2 separate regions of the Gossypium raimondii genome follow, and region 2 is linked to region 1. A link is a contact called in public Hi-C data. All regions are on one chromosome and are shown on one strand. The core of a region is the stretch at or near the end of the contact, and the rest is flanking DNA. Distances in the headings are between cores, read along the strand shown. Region 1 holds the start of LOC105780436. Region 2 holds the start of LOC105779701 (E3 ubiquitin-protein ligase At3g02290).

Region 1 (6,604 bases), core at 3,830-6,329:
TTGATGTGCTGCTGCCTGTATAAATATTTTTTCATTTATATGTATTTTTCTACAATGGGGTGATTCGTACATGGTATGATGTGTGGTACATACTTTCAGCCCTTGAACATATGAGAAAGAAAATCGAAATGTCAACTGAGAGAATACGTATTGCGAAGCAGAAGGAAGAACAAGCACGAAAGGTTTGTTGCATTCTCTCTCTCTCTCTCTGGTAGATTCTGGAATTTACTTATACATGATAATTATGGTTGCATTTGAATTAATTAAGGCCTGAATTGGTTTTTTGGGACTTGCTACTGAATAATTTTTCAGTTTCTTTTACAATCCATTTTACTAGCAAGTATAGTGCCCCGTGTCTTTAGTTTTATTGCAGCTCTTTAATATGTATTTCAGATTTGGGAAGCAGCATTGAAGGCTTTGAATGATGATGAAGCACTTAAGCAGAAGTTATGTGAGGACTTAAAAAATCTGGTATACTTCTTTGCTGTAGGTGGATAAGCTTGCATTATTGCACTGTACTAAATTGATTCTTTCATTTGATAGGTTCAAGAAAGCAGTAACTCCCAGTTTGCTCGACTTGAGGAATTGAAAAGGCGATTGGAAGCTCTGAACCCAAGTAGGCCATCCGCTTTGTCTAGTCATGTGAGCTTTCTTTTTATTCTTTCTTATTACACTACAAGTAGTCCATGTAGTATCCAATACTTATATGGTGTTCTAGGAGAAGATAACTTCTTTAGAACAGTCATTAAAATAAGCATGTCACCAGATAAAAATTGGTTTTCTGTTATTGTGTGCTCTGCTTTTTAATTTTCTATTGCTGACCATTTTTGCAAACTGGATTGATAAGGAGGTGTCATATCAAAATGGAAAAGATATTCATGTGTTTGAGCGTTTACTTGTCCTCATCGTGACATTGAGAGCTTGACATCACGATGTCACTCACTATTTTCAAAAGGTCCAAAAGGTGCCAAAAAATCACAACCTGAATCAATTAAATTTGTCTCATTTCAACCAGATCAACTATTATATAAAATTCATATACACTAAACCAACCATTTATGTACTTTAAATTTAAACATTTATAATACAAAATCGACTCAAAACCTAGTAAATGTCAATTATCAAAGCAAAAGGGACTATAAGAACATTGTTGAGTCGAGTGTCGCAGTTTGGAAGTTGGATCACTTCTCGTAACCTTGAGGTCCACCTATGCTTGTGCAAAGAATAAACAAACCGCACAACATTAACATAATAAGAATATAACCGATGCATAATTCAATTTTAACCAATTCAAACAATGTATTCATGATTCATATGCTAATTTCATTCACTATCTCATTTAGCAATTCAATAAAAACATGACATGACAAATTTTCTACCATTAAGGATGTATGTGATACCATTTGATTATACCAATATCACATTTCTTTATCGAATCTACTGATTCGTTAAGTTTCCATATCGACCCTCCAAGCTTTTATAAACCGATTCGCATAGTCTCTTACGTGCTACTGATAATCACATATCACATATATGCATTAGTAGTACTATTTCATATTATCAAATCAATTCAAATATCATTTAATCGATTCAAATTTTATTATTTTAAATTATATTTTATAGTATTATATATTATGATTTTAGTAAATTCTAAGAATATTTAATATCAATAATTTTATTAAATTATATATTTTATTAAATTATATTTAAAATAATTAATTTAAATTATATTTTATAGTATTATATATTATGATTTTAGTAAATTCTAAGAATATTTAATATTAAGAATTTTATTAAATTATATATTTTATTAAATTATATTTTTAATAATAATTATTTTATATTATATTTTATAGTATTATATATTATGATTTTAGTAAATTCATTTAAGAATATTTAATATTAAGAATTTTGTTAAATTATATATTTTTATTAAATTATATTTAATAAAAATATTTTAAATTATATTTTATAGTATTATATATTATGATTTTATTAAATTAGTATAAGAATATTTAATATTAAGAATTTTATTAAATTATATATTTTATTAAATTATATTTAATAATAATTATGTTAAATTATATTTTATAGTATTATATATTATGATTTTAGAAAATTCATATAAGAATATTTAATATTAAGAATTTTATTAAATTATATATTTTATTAAATTATATTTAATAATAATTATGTTAAATTATATTTTATAGTATTATATATTATGATTTTAGAAAATTCATATAAGAATATTTAATATTAAGAATTTTATTAAATTATATATTTTATTAAATTATATTTAATAATAATTATGTTAAAATATGATTAAATTATTTATTATTTATATTAATAATCTTATTAAAATTTAATAACAATAACAATAATCATCTACCTAAAAAAAATTCTGCTAAGGGTATTCTAGTCATTTTAGTTTTTTTTCTTATGCTATTACAACATCATTCCATTCAACCAAACACAATAATACTATTACGCCTCTATTCCATTGCATTCAACCAAACAATTAAATTACTATTATACCTCTATTCCATTACAGCTCTATTCCATTATACCTCTATTTCATTACAGCTCTATTCCATTACAGCGAACCAAACGTGCCATAAATCTCCGGAACATACCTATGAGCTTTAGACTACCATATTTGCTAAGCATTTTATGATGGCAGATAAAATTCAGTGCTACATCGATTGTGTTGCGCTAGTAGCTTCCGACACTATCCACCCTCATCTTATTTTTTTCCTTATTTATTTTTCATTGACATTGCCCATGCATGCTGGCTGATTTGTTCTATAAATTGACCACCTTCATACTTAGATTTTGTTAGGTTCATTTGCTTGATGGCCGTGCAAGTGTTGATTCAGCTAGACAAATTTGGTCAGGTAAAATATGCAAAGCTTAAATACTGAGAGCATGAGAGTTTAGTTTTTTAATGTGAACAAGTTTTTTCCTTGCACGATTAGATCAATTAATGAAAACTAGCAGTGATGTTGACAGTCACGTAGCTGCTTGACACCCATTTTTAAAGATGCTTAAAGCACCCGTTGATATGATTGCATTTACAGCAATTTCATTTGGTTTATCATATGCGGGTTCTTGCAATAAGGTTGCACAGGCTATTATATTTGCTTTAATGGCCTAAATTGAATCAGAATTGGGGGAGCCCCTAATCGGCTTCTGCCTCTTTGCGACACTGCTTTCAAGTGCCAACGCTGGAACAGGGAGTGTTTAAAGATGATCTCTTAAATTCCTTAAAATGCTGTTAAAGTTGGAACTTGTATACATGATATCAGAACTGTTTTATATTCAGGTCCAAAACCTTCTTTGTCGTTGTCAGCATCTTGAAAAGAATTGAACTGTTTTACTTCAAGGTGTGAAGCTTGAATATGCACTTCTAGTCATGTAAATATTTCTATTCAATCAGCTTCCAATCATGTATGACTAATATTCGGAGGATTGGAGCACGTTTAATGAATTTAAAATAGTTCTCCCTCCTAAGAGAGTGTCATATGTATATATAGCTGATATTCTCATCGGGCAGATGAGGAGCCAAGCCAAGTTGAATTTCCTAAGTTTTGAAACCATACCATCATTTCGTTCTATTGCCTTCCCTAGCTCAAAGACATTTGAGTACAAAAATGTACCACAAATGATTGATTGGTGTTAACCAATAACATCACCAATCTTTGCATTTGTTTTATTTGTTGGAGGGGCAGCTTTATCATAGAGATACGGGCAATCTCGGCGAGGTGGGAAAAAACCCCCCAAGATGTAAACACCTTGAAATTGGATGGGAAAATGTTTCACGGGTGTTCTAAAGTTATAACCTGAACGCATTCAGCATTCATCCCGACGAACCAATAATATCACCAATGAGAAAATCAAAGTGAACAACAGCTTTCTTATTGCATTTAACTTTTTCAACTTTAAGCTGATGATAGTCATAACATAAACAAGAAGCAAAAGAGAATCAAACTCGATTTCACAATGAAATATGTCCAATACTAATAAGTACTACCGCAATCTCAAAGGACTGATCATGACACAATACCAAGCCAAGAATCAAGCCCAACGGTTACTTTTTAAAAAGTATTAACTTCCTAGAAATATATATATATTCAATCATTCACTCACATTAAACAAAGCCCCTAATTCATGCCCTGGTCAGGAACAGTAACAAGCTCATATTCAACTAAAGAAAGATTGTTATCTTCTTTAACTGCGAATTTAGCAGGTTCCGTTACCTCGATCCGTCCCCATTTGTCAACTGCTAACCTCATTGTTGTTCGCTTGAACATAACAATCTTAGCATTACGTAAAATCACGGTTGCACCTTTTGTCATAAGATCAACTGCATCACCAACATCAAAATCATGATATTACATAGGTACTTGTTTAGTTTTAAGAAGTACTAAGCAGCTTAATTGAATTAAGTCTTGCAGTCAGAATTCTTTCCTTCAAAATACTACTCTGTTCTAGACTACTAAAATAGTCCCCAAAATAGAAATAGAAAAGACAAAATGTCTATACAAAGTAAAACCAACTTGGTTTATTATGAAATATAGGCTGACCCAATAAAACGCAGAGCAAATAAAATCGATCTAAACACAGAGGCTATAAATTTCTATGAAACTAGTATATACTTATAGATAGAGAAAAATAAATACCTTGTTCGTTGCGTGCGGTGAAGATGATGGTGCCAGTCTCGTCCCCAACGACGCACTCAGCGATCCGGGCCGGAGGGACAGGTCGAGAAAGGAGGGCACGGGACCTGTTGGGCCTGGCGGAAGTCTTGACTGGGGTCATCTCCACCACTTTGACGATCAAAGTGTGCCCACTAGTACCGGGCTTCAAATCCTCCACTTTCACGAACACCGGCTTTCTCTTCGCGTTCACCTGTCCCGTCGCAGTCGCCATTCCTCAAATCCAAAGATTTGGCGTTGTCTAAAACCCTATACCCCAAACCGCAAATGCAAACCCTAGGAATATCTCTAACGGTTTTTATGGGAGGGCAGAATGGGCATAAACAATTAGCGAAGATTTAGGGTTTCTAAGAAATTTAGGAATTTGGGTGACCCGATCATTAATATATATACGGTGGTGGAAGGTTTATTGAATTTTACACGTGTTTGAATTGTATTGGTGTTTAAGGTCAACGATGCCGGGGAGACCGAGACTTTTCCCCTTCTCCAAGGGGTTTCAGTCATTACTGCCGTACAACTAACTACTTACTCGTTAAGTTAGTTTTTGCTTTTATTTTTTTTTATAATTAATAAATACTTTTACTCCTTGAGAATTTAAATTATTAATTTCAAAATAAGAAATTGAAAACAATGTTAATGTGATTTTTTTTTGTAAATTTTGAAAGCTTATATATATATATTTTTTAAAAACTTTAACTATATTAATTTATAATGAGAAAATAAATACATTTTTAAAAAATAAAATGCTATACATGATTAATAAACCCTAAACCCATTTTATAAATTAATTGTCATGTGTTACTTATGTTTTAATACCCTCAATTCATGTCTTCTTATATTGGTAATAATATCGAAACCAATCAAGCTAAAATGAATTGACAATCTGTATTTATATTTATACTTTGAATGAATTGGACTCGTAAAATTTGCTAGCAATTTATTGATTTTCTTTTTCCTTTTTGGATGATAAGCGCAACATTTTCTACAAATATATTCTTAATATTCATGGAAATTTAACTTGTTGAAAGGTAGAGGATATGAAGGAAAGAATCATCCATCAATCTTTCATTGTCTTACACACACACACACAACAAACATCAACATCAACATGCATCATCATCACCATCTCCATAAGAGAGTGTGCTTTTTTCTTTTTTTCCTTTTCCTTTTAATTATGACAGTCTTTATTAAAGGAAGAAACCATTCAAAATCGTCACCCTTCACATGTCATGATGATGCTTCAGTTATGTATGGAAGCCTTGAATGCACGAATGGTCCTATCCTTGGTAACATTGAAAATCAACAACATATCATCAACGATGACGTTACAGGCAATTCAAGTAGTCATTTTTATAAAGCTGGGTCAATTTTTTACATACAAACAGTTTTATGGTAGGCAGCAACAATCACTATAGCTATAAAGAGGGTAAAAAACGTGGCATGGTATACACATATTTGGCTATTCATTTTCTCATTAATTCGGTACTCATCGGAAGAATATATCACCGGAACCTTACAATGATGCAAGATATGTCATCTTTGCTCTTCTTAGAAACTGCTGCCTCAATCAAGTGCTTTGCTGCTGATTGAGCATCCTTGATGTTTTTTATGGCGTCCACTGCTTCTTGGTTTGACATAACCTGCAACGAGATCCGCTGAACATGAGAAACTTGGAATCTCAATTGAATTAATATTTGCATGAGAAACTAGAATTGCAAAAGTAATAACCTTCCATATCCCATCACTGGCCAGAATAATGAACTCTGTGTCATCATCAATCGTCACCACTTTCACGTCGGGCTCGGAGCTAAGGTGTAACTTTAAACTCTTATCGCCAAACGCCCTTGCTACAGCCAGCTGCCCGTCAACCCGTGGAACATCCCCTG
Region 2 (6,838 bases), core at 1,035-3,534, 150 kb before region 1:
AAATAACAAGCATATCATTAAAATTTAAAACTACAAAACAGATTTCTTCTTTAAAGACATATAGATGCAAAATTACCATCAAGACAAGTAGGGCAGACATCTTCTTCCTCTGCTGAAGGCTGTATATAGTTAGGTCCTTGTGCAACTTTTGGTGCCAAACTCCTCTCTGATAACTCAAGATGGACAATCTTAGAGTCGTCTTCCAACTCGACTCCATTCCATTTCCTCCCAATACCCAATGATTCTCCATCAGAACTGCTTATATTTCTTCTTAGTGGTTGAGTTTCTTCTTGAAAATGAGTCACAGACTTATCACGCCTAGAGACCAAGCCATCACGCTGCAAACGAGAGTACCTTTGCTCAGCATCGTAAGGGACCGGTCTGGACATTGTAACATGAGTTTCAATGGCTGAATTATCTGATATTGCAGTAACAGTTGTTGTTGATGACAGAGAAGCTCCTTGGATCTGGGATGCAGGTCGCCCATCCAATCTGTGAAACAGAGCACCATACTGCAGATCAAAGAAGAAATGGAAAATTACGAAAGTGTTTCATTAAACTAAACCTAGGTATAAAATGGGTTATATGACATTGTGAAAGCAACTCAACTAATGTACCTACCTTTCAAGAGAAACACAGTATGCAGACAATCTTTATAAGGCTAATTTAAGTACTTAACATATAAAGAACTTCTGAATTTCAGAGATTCTCTCAAGGATAGTATTAATAAGCTTTATAGACTTCATTCTTAAGAAAAGGTTAATTTCATGCAAATTGAGGCTCAAAGAAATTAACAAAATGACATCAATCTGCTTTATAACATACCTTCAGTATTAACAAATTTAATGGCATGTATTAGCAGCAAAAAAATGAAAATAGGTTGCTTTTGTGCTGATAACCACAAGATAAGAAGAGACATACCCCAGTGAATAGCTGATAGAAGAAGAACCTTAGGCAGATGCAGTGCCTATATATTGAATTGCTAGGATAAGCATATTCTTCACAGTCATCACCACATGAGCAGCAGCAAAAAGTACCCATTTCTGCCTAGAATGTATATATTTCTGATTACACAATTCCGAAAAAGCTTTCAGAGTTTGCAGAAAAGGTCATAAAAGAATTGTTCACCTTCCTTCCAAATATACAAGACAATTCCTATGGGATTAGGGGGCAAAAAGGGAAAAAAAATTATAACATGAGTCAGGGAAACAACTTTTTGCAATGAACAACAGATTAAGCCTGCTCAAGGGAGAAATAAGAACCTCGCTAAACCTTTCGTCACAAAAGATGCTCAGTTCATCAGTTTTCTGACTGTCTCAATTTCAACTCTTCGGACAAAAGTAATCTGATATATAGACAACAAGAAAAAAGATTAGGATAATGCTAAACAGCAAGAGAACAACAAGACACCTCCTTCATTAGGAGCTTGATGGATGATCTACAATTTGGGTTTTTCATGATAAACAGAATCCTAAAACTACTCCATTTAGTTTTACCATAACCATAAAGTTCCTTTCCAACAATGAGTTAACTTACAATATTGTAAATTAATTCACAAGTTAAAAAAAACACATTGAACATTCTTTGTCCTTCAGAATGGTGATAAATAAAACAACTCAAATAATCAGCACTGACCGTTCTTCATTACAGACATAAAATCCCACAACGAAATTACAATCTCCTACACTAAAAAAAGCACTTTCAAGAAATTTGTTAAGTTCAGAGACAATAACCATACTTATAAACAAGAGAAACAGGCAATCAGCTATCTTATTTTAGACTCTAATAAGTTGCAAAGTAAAGCTATTTCAGCGCAAAGACAGAAACTTTAACAAAAAACCAAAAAAAAAGAAAAAAAAGAACATCAAACTGTTTCTCATCGAATTAAAAAAAAAAAACATAAAACAAAAATTAAAGTAATGAAACAATACTTACCCATCATCGACTATAAGACCACCGTTTTCACGACCGCAAGTTTTATTAGAAAAAAAAAAGAATCAGGGAAGTTAGGGTTCCTGTAAGAAGAAACAAAGAAAGAGAAAAAGGGAGAGATAGATAAGAGGGGAAGTTCCTACTTCTATATTGAAGCAGACGAAAATAGATCCGAAGAGTAAGACAATCTAAGGAGCGGCCTGGGCGGAAGACAAAGATTAAATTTTTAATCTTATTTCCAGATAATTTAGGGGGAAAAAATAGGCAAAAACCGCGTGGACGGAAAAGAGGTGCTTTGATTGCAGTAGGTAACTAGAAAGAAACGGATTTGGTGAAGGGGTAGAGAATGGAGTGGACCAGCTTATCATTAGGATAATAATGTTGAATTTGTTAATTGCCGACAGCTTCATGTTGATTGGGTAAAATATTTTAAAGCTTTGAGAAATAAAAATTTGAGTGGAATGTCTTCTAAAATTGGTGTAATTTGGCATTATGACCTACAATACCACTAGCCAGTTGGATGTAGGGATCATCAATAAATAAGATTCTTAGAACATCGATTCATCAATTATTTTAACTTTTGCATTAAACTTATTAGTATTTACTTTAGAAGTTGAACTGAAAATTTGATAATATGTTTGTTAGAAGATTACAACTTTGACTACTTGGCGTCAACATGGGAGTCATTTATGAAAGGGTTGTTTTAAGGGAGAGCAGCTAACGACTCAATTTTATCGATGTGAAATGGTGTACTTTTGAAGCCCCAATTATCCTTGGATTGAGTTTATATAATGGATTCATTCTCACCATAGAAGCTGTGATTTCTACTTTTTATTATTTTGGTTATTTTATTCAATTTCTCTGTGAATTAAGGGTGAGTAAAATTCGATTCGATTTGAAAAAATCGAAAAAAATTTAAATTTCAGCTTGATTGAATCATTCGATTCAACTCGAATAACTAGATTCGGGTTTCGAGTTCGAGTCGAGTTGAATTTCACAATTCAAATAAGAACCATTCAAATAACAGATTGGTGTAAATATCATTTTGGTCCTTTCAACTTTGAAAATAAGTAAATTGGTCACTCTCTTAACAAAAAAATTCAAAATATTTATAAAAAAATTCAAAATTTATATTTTTAAAAAATATATAAAAATTCTAAAAAATATATAAAAAAAGGTTAAAATTTTACATAAGTTCTAAAATCATAATTTTGGGACCTAATTAATGATTCAAATTTATCATACTCAAGTCTCTTTTTTTTGACTCGATTTGAAATTTCAACGCACTCGAACACATGTCCTTCTATACTAACGATAATGCCAATATCAATCAAGTTAATACTCAATCGGCTTAATTTATTAGGATTAGAAGCAAACCATTATTGAGATTGGGAGTCCTACCCACAACAGCGAAACAAAGCTCTAGGTTCAGTCACCAAATGAATTTATTTTCCTTGCATGCATCACACTCTTGTTTAGTTTCCATTTCAATGTCTTATAACCAGGAAGTTGTTGGCTAAAATACCTTCCCACCACCCTTGAATTCAATTTCTTCAAAGCTTCCTCAAGTTTGATGCATCGAGGTGTTTTGTATTGGCTAACAGAAGACCCTTTCGATACACTGAAGTCCATCAATGCATCAAATGTTCCATGCTTTACCATCCTTATCTCCAGGGGCCCTATCAAATTGCCCATCCTGCTAGCTCTATACACAAAATTCAATGACTGTTCCACAATGTAGCAGCTTTCTTCTATTATACTAGGACTCAGCTCTGGTGATTTACTACTTCCTTCCATCTTAAGCTCCCAAAATAATATACAGTGCCCTGGGATTAAGGATATGTCAACAGCACTAGTGTAGTCGACCAACTGTAATTGGAACTGTCCAACGAAGAGCTTTGCCTGTAGTATCCCTTCTGCCAATTCATCTTCAGCGGTTTTCTCTGAATCAATGCTTAGAAATGCATCTTTCCGTCTTACAAATTGGAACTGAGGGGCATTGTTATGATAACCAGTTACCTTGAGTATGTCCCCCACTTTGTATCTATATAATCCTATTATTGATTTACATAAGAAAACATTATGATGCTTGGTTAATCACAATGAATTCTTTCTCTGTAGAACAAATTAAGGGTATATTGAAAGAGAAGAACGAAAAAACAATACCTATAAAAGTTGTGACAACAAGCTCATAACACTGGCCAAGCTTCACATTCACGAGGTCAACAACTTCAATTACTTCCTTCTTGCTCCTCTCTTCTTCATTGTTTTCATGTACAGGGAGAAACTCAAAGTAAGCCATATTGGGAACAAGGGTGTAACATGTATCACATGGCTTGCTTAAAGGTTTAAGATTGATCCCCAAGAGGCCTTCAGAGGAAGCATAATACTTTGAAACCAGAGGGAGACCTCCGCAGTAGAACTCAAGCATTGGAATATATTGAGCCATCGAGCCTGTACCAATAGCATCGATGCATTTTGTCCCTGGCCAAAGTTTTTTAATTATTCCTTCCCATGATTTTGCGTTGCATATATCTTCTATCAAATCAGCCAGCTCTGGATTTGGTTTGTTGAGGATCATCGACAAAGAGTTTATGCAGCCAGTATCAGAAATCCAGGCACTAAGTTGACCTCTTCTTATGTTAGAGCATAACTCTTTCCAGTAATCTTCAAAGAACCTGATAGCTTGGACGAGTGTAGATCCGAAAACCGAACCAACGCATACAACCTCGTTCCTTTGTAGTAGAGCGCAAAGCATTTGGCAATACATGCTTTGTTTGCTGTCTGAGCACAAAATTGTTGCAATGCGACTAGTATGAAGACTGGATTCATGCTTTTCGAAATTTTTGCTAATCAGATAGCTTGTGAGGATAGATCTCATTGGCAAACCAGATGGGGCCTTAATCTCGGGTCTTACAAATAATAGCTGCATCCTTTTCCCTTGGTCTAATCCATCCACAAATCGTACTTTTAAATAACCAACTGCTTTAATCTATTACCATATCCGCAGTATGTATTGCCAAGACAAAATTGGAGATACCTACTTGTTTATGACAGACGAAATAAGGCATTTACCGTATGTTCTTCGGTCCAGTTCACTATATGTTAAAGGCATCAGCTTTGGCTGTCCCGCAGAGGTGCCAGAGCTGGATCAAAGATAAGGCAGTTAACTTACTTCATTTAAATAACACCAACAACCAAAAGGAAACAGAGTTCATACCTTCTAGTAAGTGCAGTGACAGTTTCAGCTAAAATGATATTTGATGGCTCTTCATTGGCAATTCGCTCTATGTAAGGTTTTATATCTTCATAATCTGTTAGAATATTTTCAAATATTTATAGTGTTCTAATAAATGAATGTGTGCAATTAATCAAAAGTTATGTTATTTAATTTTTTGAAAAAGAATTATAACTATTTAAATAATATTATTTAAATAGTTATAATATTAAATAAATAATTATGTGTTTATTTTTAAAGACATTATTATTCAAAAAGACACCTATTGAAAGATGTCTCTATGAATAGACATGAAAATTCCTACAAATAGGAATGAGATTTCATTTGGAAAATGCACCAACAAATTCTAATATTCTTTCTTTCCTTTCTTCCTTCATTTTCTAATATTATTAGATTATTCTATAAAGTATTACTGCAGAAATCATTTGTAGAAATTAATTTTCTTGTTGTACATTACTAAGTGCGTAGTGGACTATTCTCGTCAGTGCAAAACGCAAATAGTCATTGACTTCATTGTATCCTCGAGGTTAATTTGCTTGGAACTCATTTGCACACCGAAGATAGGTGGGGGCGAATATAACCTTAATGATAGTGGCTTGATATACGCCTTAGAGCCTTGTCTTATTTCTTCTTTTTCTGTTCGAGTTCCGTTCATGTGTTCAAGATTTTCCTCACTGGAGATTTGGACTAACAATTTTAAGGTTATAATTCATGATGACTACCACAACACATGAAAGTGGAACACTAAGGGAGTTGGCTTCTAACTTTGTCAAACTTGATCGGTTTGATGATGCCAATTTTCGACGATGGCAGAAAAAGATTCACTTCTTATTATTAACTTTGAAGATTGCTTATGTTTTGGATACTCCAAGACTTGAAGAGAATGATAACGAATCTGTTGTTGCAACCCGAGAAAGACAAAAATGGGACAATGCTGATTACATGTGTATGGGCCACATATTGAATGGTTTATCTGATGGTTTGTTCAACACCTACCAAAACCAGGTCACCACTAAAGAATTATGGAATAAATTGGAGACAAGATACATGACCGAAGATGTTACAAGTAAGAAATTTCTTATTAGTTGTTTCAATAATTATCAAATGGTTGATGGTCGTTCTGTTATGGAACAATTCCGTGATATTGAAAAGATGTTGAATCAATTCAAGCAATATGATATGAAAATGGATGAATTGATTGTTTTATCCTCTATAATTGACAAACTTCCTCTATCTTGGAAAGACTTTAAAAGAAGACTAAAACATAAGAAAGATGAAATATCTATTGAGGCTTTGGCAAATCATCTTCGTATTGAAGAAGAATATCGAAAGCAAGATCAGAACCTAAATTTTGAAAATGCCAAAGTGCATGTTACGGAAGAAGTACAGACTACTAAACCATTTAAGAGAAAGTTCAAACAAACTGACAGAGCACCTAAGTTCAAAAAGAAACAAAAGGGCTCATGCTATCATTGTGGTAAGTCGGGACATTTCAAAAATGAATGTCGATTTTTAAAGAAGAAATCATATTCTAAGGCTGATAATAATGAAAAGTTCGTTGCAATGATATTTGAAATTAATATGGCACAAGATGATAATATATGGTGGATTGATACCAGAGCAACCAAACATGTATGCAAATACAAAAGCATGTTTACAAAGTTCACA

The links. Hi-C and Micro-C count contacts between places; a contact is called where the count stands out from the background.
Region 2: a contact with region 1 is called in a Hi-C map of leaf, with 2.5 times the contacts expected there. The contact joins the promoter of LOC105779701 here to the promoter of LOC105780436 in region 1. A contact is called at or near these places in 2 of 2 Hi-C or Micro-C datasets (both in leaf).

The regions. Positions count from the first base shown.
Region 1 is chr4:6,184,168-6,190,771 of ASM2569854v1, reverse strand. It overlaps LOC105780436, which reads right to left and starts at 5,079. Exons shown (of 2, transcript XM_012604766.2): 1 at 4,683-5,079; 2 at 3,903-4,366. The coding sequence starts at 4,932. The coding sequence ends at 4,164. LOC105780847 (probable protein phosphatase 2C 58) reads right to left here. Exons shown (of 5, transcript XM_012605366.2): 4 at 6,447-6,601; 5 at 6,044-6,358. The coding sequence ends at 6,221. It overlaps LOC105780437, which reads left to right. Exons shown (of 7, transcript XM_052629924.1): 5 at 100-182; 6 at 394-471; 7 at 544-902. The coding sequence ends at 807.
Region 2 is chr4:6,334,747-6,341,584 of ASM2569854v1, reverse strand. LOC105779701 (E3 ubiquitin-protein ligase At3g02290) reads right to left here and starts at 2,284. Exons shown (of 7, transcript XM_052629309.1): 1 at 1,936-2,284; 2 at 1,263-1,345; 3 at 1,129-1,155; 4 at 922-1,047; 5 at 77-512. The coding sequence starts at 1,041. It also overlaps the pseudogene LOC105780376.